Linked DNA regions of Mus musculus: region 2 is linked to region 1. Evidence: chromatin contacts called from public Micro-C data. All regions are on one chromosome and are shown on one strand. Each heading gives the region's core, a stretch centred on a gene start, on an enhancer-like site or on the middle of the called end of the contact. The rest is flanking DNA. Distances are from core to core; before and after follow the strand shown. Region 1 overlaps Runx1 (runt related transcription factor 1). Region 2 overlaps Gm30530 (a long non-coding RNA gene).

What was found. Hi-C and Micro-C count contacts between places; a contact is called where the count stands out from the background.
Region 2: a contact with region 1 is called in a Micro-C map of granulosa cells, with 3 times the contacts expected there. The contact joins two enhancer-like sites. A contact is called at or near these places in 3 of 15 datasets of contacts at CTCF or cohesin (CD8 T cells, large pre-B cells and pro-B cells), 17 of 484 Hi-C or Micro-C datasets (the C2C12 cell line, ECoMG-derived neutrophils, the G1E-ER4 cell line and 9 more), 27 of 115 datasets of contacts at active chromatin or transcription factors (the 230-238 cell line, CD8 T cells, the NIH/3T3 cell line and 20 more) and 3 of 9 other capture datasets (adipose tissue, embryonic stem cells and liver).

The regions. Positions count from the first base shown.
Region 1 is chr16:92,688,399-92,692,360 of GRCm38.p6, forward strand. Runx1 (runt related transcription factor 1) reads right to left here. Exons shown (of 8, transcript NM_001111021.2): 4 at 578-734. Among named protein-coding and RNA genes, the nearest start is that of Gm30281, 72 kb to the right of the region's middle. Within about 2 kb of position 2,488, at least 10 of the 459 cell types and tissues checked have an H3K27ac peak or open chromatin away from gene starts, as enhancers often do. A contact at or near this core is called in granulosa cells, where this site is marked.
Region 2 is chr16:93,187,640-93,191,368 of GRCm38.p6, forward strand. It overlaps Gm30530 (a long non-coding RNA gene), which reads right to left. Exons shown (of 3, transcript XR_385063.1): 2 at 1,102-1,285. Among named protein-coding and RNA genes, the nearest start is that of Gm30530, 4.3 kb to the right of the region's middle. Within about 2 kb of position 2,017, at least 25 of the 459 cell types and tissues checked have an H3K27ac peak or open chromatin away from gene starts, as enhancers often do. A contact at or near this core is called in granulosa cells, where this site is marked.

The sequences.
Region 1 (3,962 bases), core at 1,238-3,737:
ATGAGCAGTATCTAAATGTTAAGTGAGCCTGGCTTCTCCCACCAAACCATACACAAAGAATGCATAGTGAAGGTCACACTGCTCTCAGATGTACCAGTAAGAGTCCATTTTTTTTAATCCTAGGAATATAAGCTTACTTAAAACTATATCAATAAGGGTTCCCCCAAAATTATTGATGTGACCAACTGAAACCCTGTCGCATGTTCGAGGGAGCGTAAGTACCATATGATAAAGGCTCATGGCTTTGATTATCCCATAGTGACCACCCATTATACAATCTCAGTCCTCATTCTGGGGTGGTTCGCTCACTTATCTCAGTTTAGGAAAACGGTGGAATGTTTTATTGAACTTCACAATTCACGCATCACACACTGTGCGTTCCAAGTCCATCACACGCTGTGCGTTCCAAGTCAGTTGTAAGCCAATTTAGTCATCAAAACGTGATAATATCCAGTTGTTAGGTATCAAATAAACATTACCTTAAATAAATATCATTATGCTGCATCAATAATAAGAAACGGCTACTATTTGGAAAACCCGGGTTCGAATTTCACACCCATCCGTGACAGATACGCACCTCTACCGCTCCGCCCGACAAACCTGAGGTCGTTGAATCTCGCTACCTGGTTCTTCATGGCCGCGGTAGCATTTCTCAGTTCTGCCGAGTAGTTTTCATCGTTGCCTGCCATGACGGTGACCAGAGTGCCATCCGGGACGTCCCCCAGTGCCACCACCTAGACGTCAACCAAGGGACAAATGCAGACATCAGTGCTGTCACAGGCACCTGGCTGTGTCATTTGTCTGGCAATTGCGCTGATGTTAAACTTAATGCTTAATGGTGACACTTTCTAGTTTATAGAAGAGCCGTCCGTCATCATTTGATCATCGTGACAGAAACAGCTTGCTGTGAGTCCTGCGATGCAGAGACAGGTGTGGATTTTCAAATAAGGAAGACACAGAGATTAAAGGAGAAAAGCCACAGAAGGTCACAGGACACAGTGGGAACAAGACAAGCGGGGACAGGAATTCTGAAAAGCTACTACTGTTTCTCATTGGTACAGTTATCTCTTAAGACCTCATATTCGAAAGACAGAAAGTCTTGTGTTTGTAGATTTGTGATCTAATCCACTTCAAAAAAAGATTTATCTTGGCATTTTGAATTAAGTGTATGTGGGTGGGCATTTTCTTGAGAGCAGGCCATGAAGGCCAGAGGAGCAAATTACCCTGGGACTGGAGTTGTAGGCAGATGTGAGCCACCTGACATAGGTTCTAGGAATCAGACCCATTCTCTGTATCATGAATCATGTTGGTAACCACTGAGCCATCTCTCTGGCCCCACCTTTTACTTGCTTGGCCCCTTCTTGGTGCACCTAAGGAAACCTGGATGAAAGTATTTAAATTTAGTTCTGCTCTAAATTTGTTACTGGTTGTTGTTGTTGTTGTTTGAGGCAGGGTCTCAGATAGCCCAGGCTGGCCCCCGCCTCACTGTATCTTGAACCCTTGAGTGATCTTGAACCCCCGATCTTCCTCTCTTCTCTGCTAGTGCTGGGGTTAGAGGTGTGTGTGCCACCCAGTGTGCAGCTTCCAAGGATGACCCGGAAATACTTAAACTGTCTGTCTGCAGCTAATCTCTGGCACCTCTTCCTGCCGCTCTTGGACACTCACCAGCAGCAAACTCTTGCACCCAAGGAGAAAAACTAGACACGGGCCACTTCTTTATTATTAATTACAAGCGGGATGACCTCAGTGACTACGGGTGCTCCAGTGTGGTCATTCTCCTCAAATCAAAGGTAGAACCAGACTGCTGTCTGGCATCTGTATGAACTGTGTTCTGGGGGATTCCGTTACTGCCACTGAAAAGGTAAGGGCTTAGTATATTTGGAAAGACAACTTGTAGATGAGCTTACTTTATATCCAGAAAACCAAAAAAAGTAGTAATTTCAGATTAAAACACTCTGAAGCCTTGAAAGTGCTTCACAAAACATTACCCACTGCTTGGCTGCTCTTTGGTCCTTTTGGTTTTGTTTTAGAGAGCTATGGTTTCACGATGGAGCCTAGAATGGCCTTGAACTCCCAGTCCTCTTAGCCTTCGAGGTCAGGATTTACAGGTGTGCACCACCAAGCCTGCCGTTCTTTGACTTCAGCTAAAGTTTCCAGTTTTGACTTGATATCGGTTATGTTTGCCTTGTTCCATATTCAAAGCGACCACAGGATTTCAAATCGCCATGCCCCGAGAGTTCAGTTTGTTCCAACCATTCCAGACACATGCTGTCAGTCTTCGGTGAGATGTCTGTTATTTATCTCAGTTGTGTGGTCATCCTCGGGCAGGTTTTCCCGGGATGGCAGCAGAAACATCTCTTCTTCTACTGCCACTTTGTTTTTCTCAGTTTTTGTACACTGGCTGCTTCACAATCTATCAGAGGGATATTTCTCATTCTGTATGAAATAACCCCGCCGCAGATCTGCTAATCTGGTATCAAGGTCTGGTCTCTCTGCTCGCCATTCTTACTGGGTGCTTAGTCATGTCTCCTTCCCGCTGTTCGATGTCCTGCAGATGGCTATCTGGGCGATTTTATTCATTGTGGCTGCTCTATCTCCTGCGTTCTAAAGAACCTATGTCAGGAAATTGCCCCAGCTACCCTGAGAAATGGACAGAGGGGACCCCTAGGACATCACTAGGACACTCTGCTCTCTAGGACTGGGTATGTATCTTGCTATCTCTTTAATTTTTATCTGTTTTCACTCACTTGCTTTGTGAAACAAGGACCCTGCGGCCCCTTGCCTCTGCTTTTAACCCTTTCATGTCAACTGTTGGACGTGTTTTCTACAAAGGAGATTTTAAAAACGCTTATTCTCCAAGCAATATGTAATTAGATGTTTCTATCCCACCACAAATGTTTGATGCCTTTAATTAGGAGTGGTAATAAGACAACTCTTTTGTTTCAAAGAACATCATTGAAATAAATTCCCCTGCTCGGTTAATTGATCATTATTATCTTTTCTTTCTATTCCTACAAAATGTTACTCCTGTAAATTCTGTTTTCTGTCTATTTTTCCCCCCATCTCTCTCATCAATGTTTTCATTTCCCTCTGCACAGTTTGCTCACAAGGATGAGATACCCTCTGTGAAAATGCTTCACTTCCTTGCCTTCATCTCCCTGTGGAGACCTAGGCCTTTCCAGTTCATCTCAACACCCACTGGGCTCCGAGGGCACTGAATCGACATCCGGGCTTCCAGTCTGAATGCCTGACTGTTGGGGCCCATATCTCCTAAGAGGCCAAAATGAATAAATCCTGTTCCAGAGCGCCCAAAGGCACGCCAAGTCATGAATTCCCACTGTGCCCCACCGTGCCTCAGTTTACCATGGTTGTTCCAGGGATCCCTCATTACCAAGAGGTCAAACCCATGAGGCCCCCTCGTCTACAGCACAAGAGGACCATGGTGGCCAAGAAAAGCTTGTTGATGTTGGAATTCAAAAGTCTAAAAATTAGGAGTTTAAATTGCATCACCCCCATTTCTAAAGGAAGCAGGAAGGGGGCATCCAGTGGCTCGGTTACTACTTCTTGGGCTTTTTGATTTATCTCCAAAGAGTTTTGATGGAGAAGGGAAGGAGACAAAATTAAATCCAGGGACATTTAACTCTGTACTTAAAACAATGACAAGCACACCTAGGCTAGGTTACTAGCACTGTTGTTGTTTTATTTAAAGCTAAGATGTCTTCCAATTTGATATAGATTTTTGTCACTGAGAGATGATATAGAAATAATGAAAAGAAATCAAACTTCAAACAGAAATACAAAGCAGTGTCTGCAGTAAAAAGCTATAAACAATAGGTAAGGCAAGAGAAACATTTACATTTAGTACAGACCAAACAGACAAGAAGGGACTTGCTGGCCCAAGATAGCTCATATTTTGTTGAACTTCTCTGTTCTTCAAGTATCAGGAAGTTGGGCCAAATGTC
Region 2 (3,729 bases), core at 767-3,266, 500 kb after region 1:
GAAAATAAAAGCACAATTGTGATTTCTGACTCTTCCCAGACTCAGCCTTCTGTCAAGCTTCACGCGCATCCTCCAACACTTGGGCATAGCCAAGCGGCACTTTGTGCTCACCTCTGTGGCACATGCTCACGCTCTTTCTCTCTGACCTCTGCCATCCCTCCCTCCCTACACCCTCACGGTCTTATTTTACTCTGGAATGTTCCCTCACTAGCCTGAACACTCCATGGTTCTCAGTATGAGTCTCAGTTGTACATACATGGGGTTTTCATAGACACACCTTTGTCCCCTGACCTTAGTCTGACCGTGCATTCAGTGTCATATGAGGTGAACGGAAACTGGTCTCCCTATCCCTGACTGTGAGACACGCATGATCTGAGCACCTCTTTTTAAAACTCCCTCTGGTGTCGGTGTCTTTTGACTAGGAGCTGTCCATATGATTGCATTTGTACCTTGTTCTGATGTCCAGGGTCCGCCTCACCACTCTTCTCCATGTGACAGGACACAGCCACGAGAACATAGGGAAGACTCTGGGAATGGTATCATAGGAGCCAAAGTTTCAGCTACCTTGCTGCCACCCGTTGGTGAGTCTGTCCTCAGTACAGTGTCAAGGATACACAGTGGACAGAGGTGCCATGATGACCTGGCCATGTTGGCATTGGAGCAAGTGGTTGTGACAGATATGACTGGCATCTGTTTATTGCCCCCAAATCCATCATAAGGACTCCTCACTTAATAAACCAAACTCTAGGGTACATATGTGCCTGTTGCACAGGCCTGAGACTAACTTAAAAGTATGGGAATTAAGACACACACTCACACACACTCACATACACACATACACACTCATACACACACACACACACACACAATCTGTTGTGCAGAGGTCATCAGTGCTCAGAGCTGAAGATAAGCAGCCCATTGGAAGCATCTTCCTTCTCACTGCAGCCATTTTCAAGGAGTCCATGTTGCCCTATGTGCTGACTTCCGTCCCTAGGTTCAACTAGGGTGCCTCTCTAAAGCTCCGCCCTTTCCCATTTGTGCATGCTTTGTTTTGTCAGCAGAACTTGGAGTGTAACCAAGGAAGAGCTCTGGTCTATTGACCTGAGAGGGAGGGGATGAAGATCAGGTGGGCTATCTTCTCAGTCTCAGCTCCTTCCAGCCACAGAATGCCATGCACGCGGAGAGGATGGCTGTGTCCCACGGTGTGTGGTGAGGACCCAGAGCTCTTCCAGACAGCAGAGAGAACGGGTGCCTTCCTCCACACAGAGATGATACAGGGTCACTCCTGTGAACAGAGATCTCTTAGAACATCACAGGCCCCCTTTCCAAGGGCCAGCCTCTTAGATTTAATCTACGAGAACAGAATGTGGCCAGCTGCCTTCAAACGTTAGACCAACAATGGATATGCATTAACTTTGAGTGTGTCCCCCACAAGGCCTGGTGACCCCAGCATAAGGAATGTCGATGACATCGAGTCTCTTTCCTAGGTCAATCATCATGGACGCAACTGCAGTTGGAACCACTGGTCCCAACAGGTGTCACAGTGAGGGCTTTTACAACAGGGAGGCAAAGACAGACTTGTGAAGGCCAAACAGCACAGCTACCACCCCCATAGTGTGCTCTATAATGTGGGCAGGAACCTCTCTCCTTGAACACAGAAGATATCTTCTCACAAATTTAAGTCACACCTTTTCTTCTAATTTTTAAGTTACATATTCTTCCCATTAAAAAAAATAGCCGACATGGACAGGCAGCTGCTCATGAATGCATAACACAAACGTTTCCCTTTTTGTCTTTGATCATTCCACCCTCTGAGAAGATACTCATGGTTGAAATCTCCCACGAAGCCAGTCCTGTCCTTCTTCTTGCTATCAAAAGCAACCACTCTGGCCTTCAAGGAATCACAGATATTTAAGATTTCGCAAGCTCTGTATTTTCAAAGTTTGGAAATTCTAGCTCTGTACAGAAGACTATTTCGAAAGGCTCCAAATAAATGGCCATGAGTCAAATGCTCTGTGAAAGGGATGAAGAAAGCCCATCTAAGCAGGCCTAGCTGCCAGTTTAAGGTGGAGCTGGAGACAGTCAATGCGTGACTCCCATTCTTTTGTTTCTCATTGCATCTCTGTTCTATCCTCATGAACACCATTGATAACCTTGGCTCCTACTCTGGAAGGAGCTTAGTCATTGAGACACACGGCTCTGATATTGACCTGCCTTAGTAGAACAAGGGTAGAAACACATCCAAATGATACTACCATCAAAGAATTGTGTCTAAGTCAGCAAGTGGAGCCAGGGGAGGGCTCACTTGGTAAAGTGTTTACACAGGCCTGAGAACCTGAGTTTGAATCGCCAGCCTGTCTTGGCTTTTGCACAGGGGGCTGTCTCAGGAAGAGACAGATGGATCCAAGAACCTCCCTAGCCAGCTGTCCTAGGCAAACTGTTGAGCTATAAGCTCGTGTGGAGAAAGATTGAGAAAGACACTCAACATTGACTTCTTTCATTCCTAACATGCACTAGGACACACACACACACACACACACACACACACACACACACACACTCACTAAACCACGTACACATGCTAAATTATACACTATACACACAAACACACACACACTTAACCACATACACATACTAAATTATACACTATACACACACACACACACACACACACACACACATACAAATACAAATACACACACACTAACCCATGAAATACAGTACATTGTTTACAGACTATGCAGAGAAACTGCAACCCTTCATCTTATGCAGAGCCTTGTCTGACCCAAATGCAGAGGTTCTCAGATGGCCGGAAGAATGGCTCTGTCCCCTCCAGCAACTGCTCAAAGGTCTATAAAGATGCTGGCAAAACTCCAGAGCTGGCTTGTAGATTACAAATCTCAGTAGACCTTCCATTTAGGACTAGAGAGGAACAAAACAGGGCCTGGGGTGTGTCACATGCTAGAATCCTGACCTGGCATGCATGAGTCTTGAGCTCCATCCGGAGCAGCTCATGATTCAGGCGTCATGGTGCAAACCTATAATCCTAGCCCTTGGGAAGAGCAGGCAGGAGGTTAATTCAAGATCGTCCCCAGCTACGGAAAGAGTTTGAGGCCAGCCTAGGATACACAAGACCCTGTCTTGAAGGAATTTGAAAGTGATTTATTTTCCAGACTTAAAGCAAGGGTTATTTACCTCTCTCTTTGATAATTTTGCTACTTGCCTTCCCATTTCTCTCTCTCTCTCTCTCTCTCTCTCTCTCTCTCTCTCTCTCTCTCTCTCTCTCTCTCTCTCTCTCTCTCTTTCACCAATCTAACAGGAACACCTTTATTTCACATTGTCTTTCTAACTACCCACATGAGCATAAGTGAGAAACTATACTTTCCAGGAAAATGAAACACTCAGATATTTGCTCACAGCTGCCCATCCTCCAAACCCTTCCACTCCTCCCCGACCACGAGCACCCTAGATGAGTAGTTGGATCTGCCCACTGAGAAACTTCTGTACTTCTACCGTGATTGGCTACTCCAAGGCAAGCACCCTGAGGGATAAACTCTCTGCTGTCCATCATCACAGCTCCTGACACCCTTTGCCCTTTGCCATCAGAGAAGGAACCCTGGGATGCCCTGCGCCCATCGCTGTGGCTGCACCTGTAAGCATGCCACTTGCAAATGGAACTTCAAAGGCTTCCAGAGCAGGACAACAAGACACCTGCAGAAGAAGCCATCC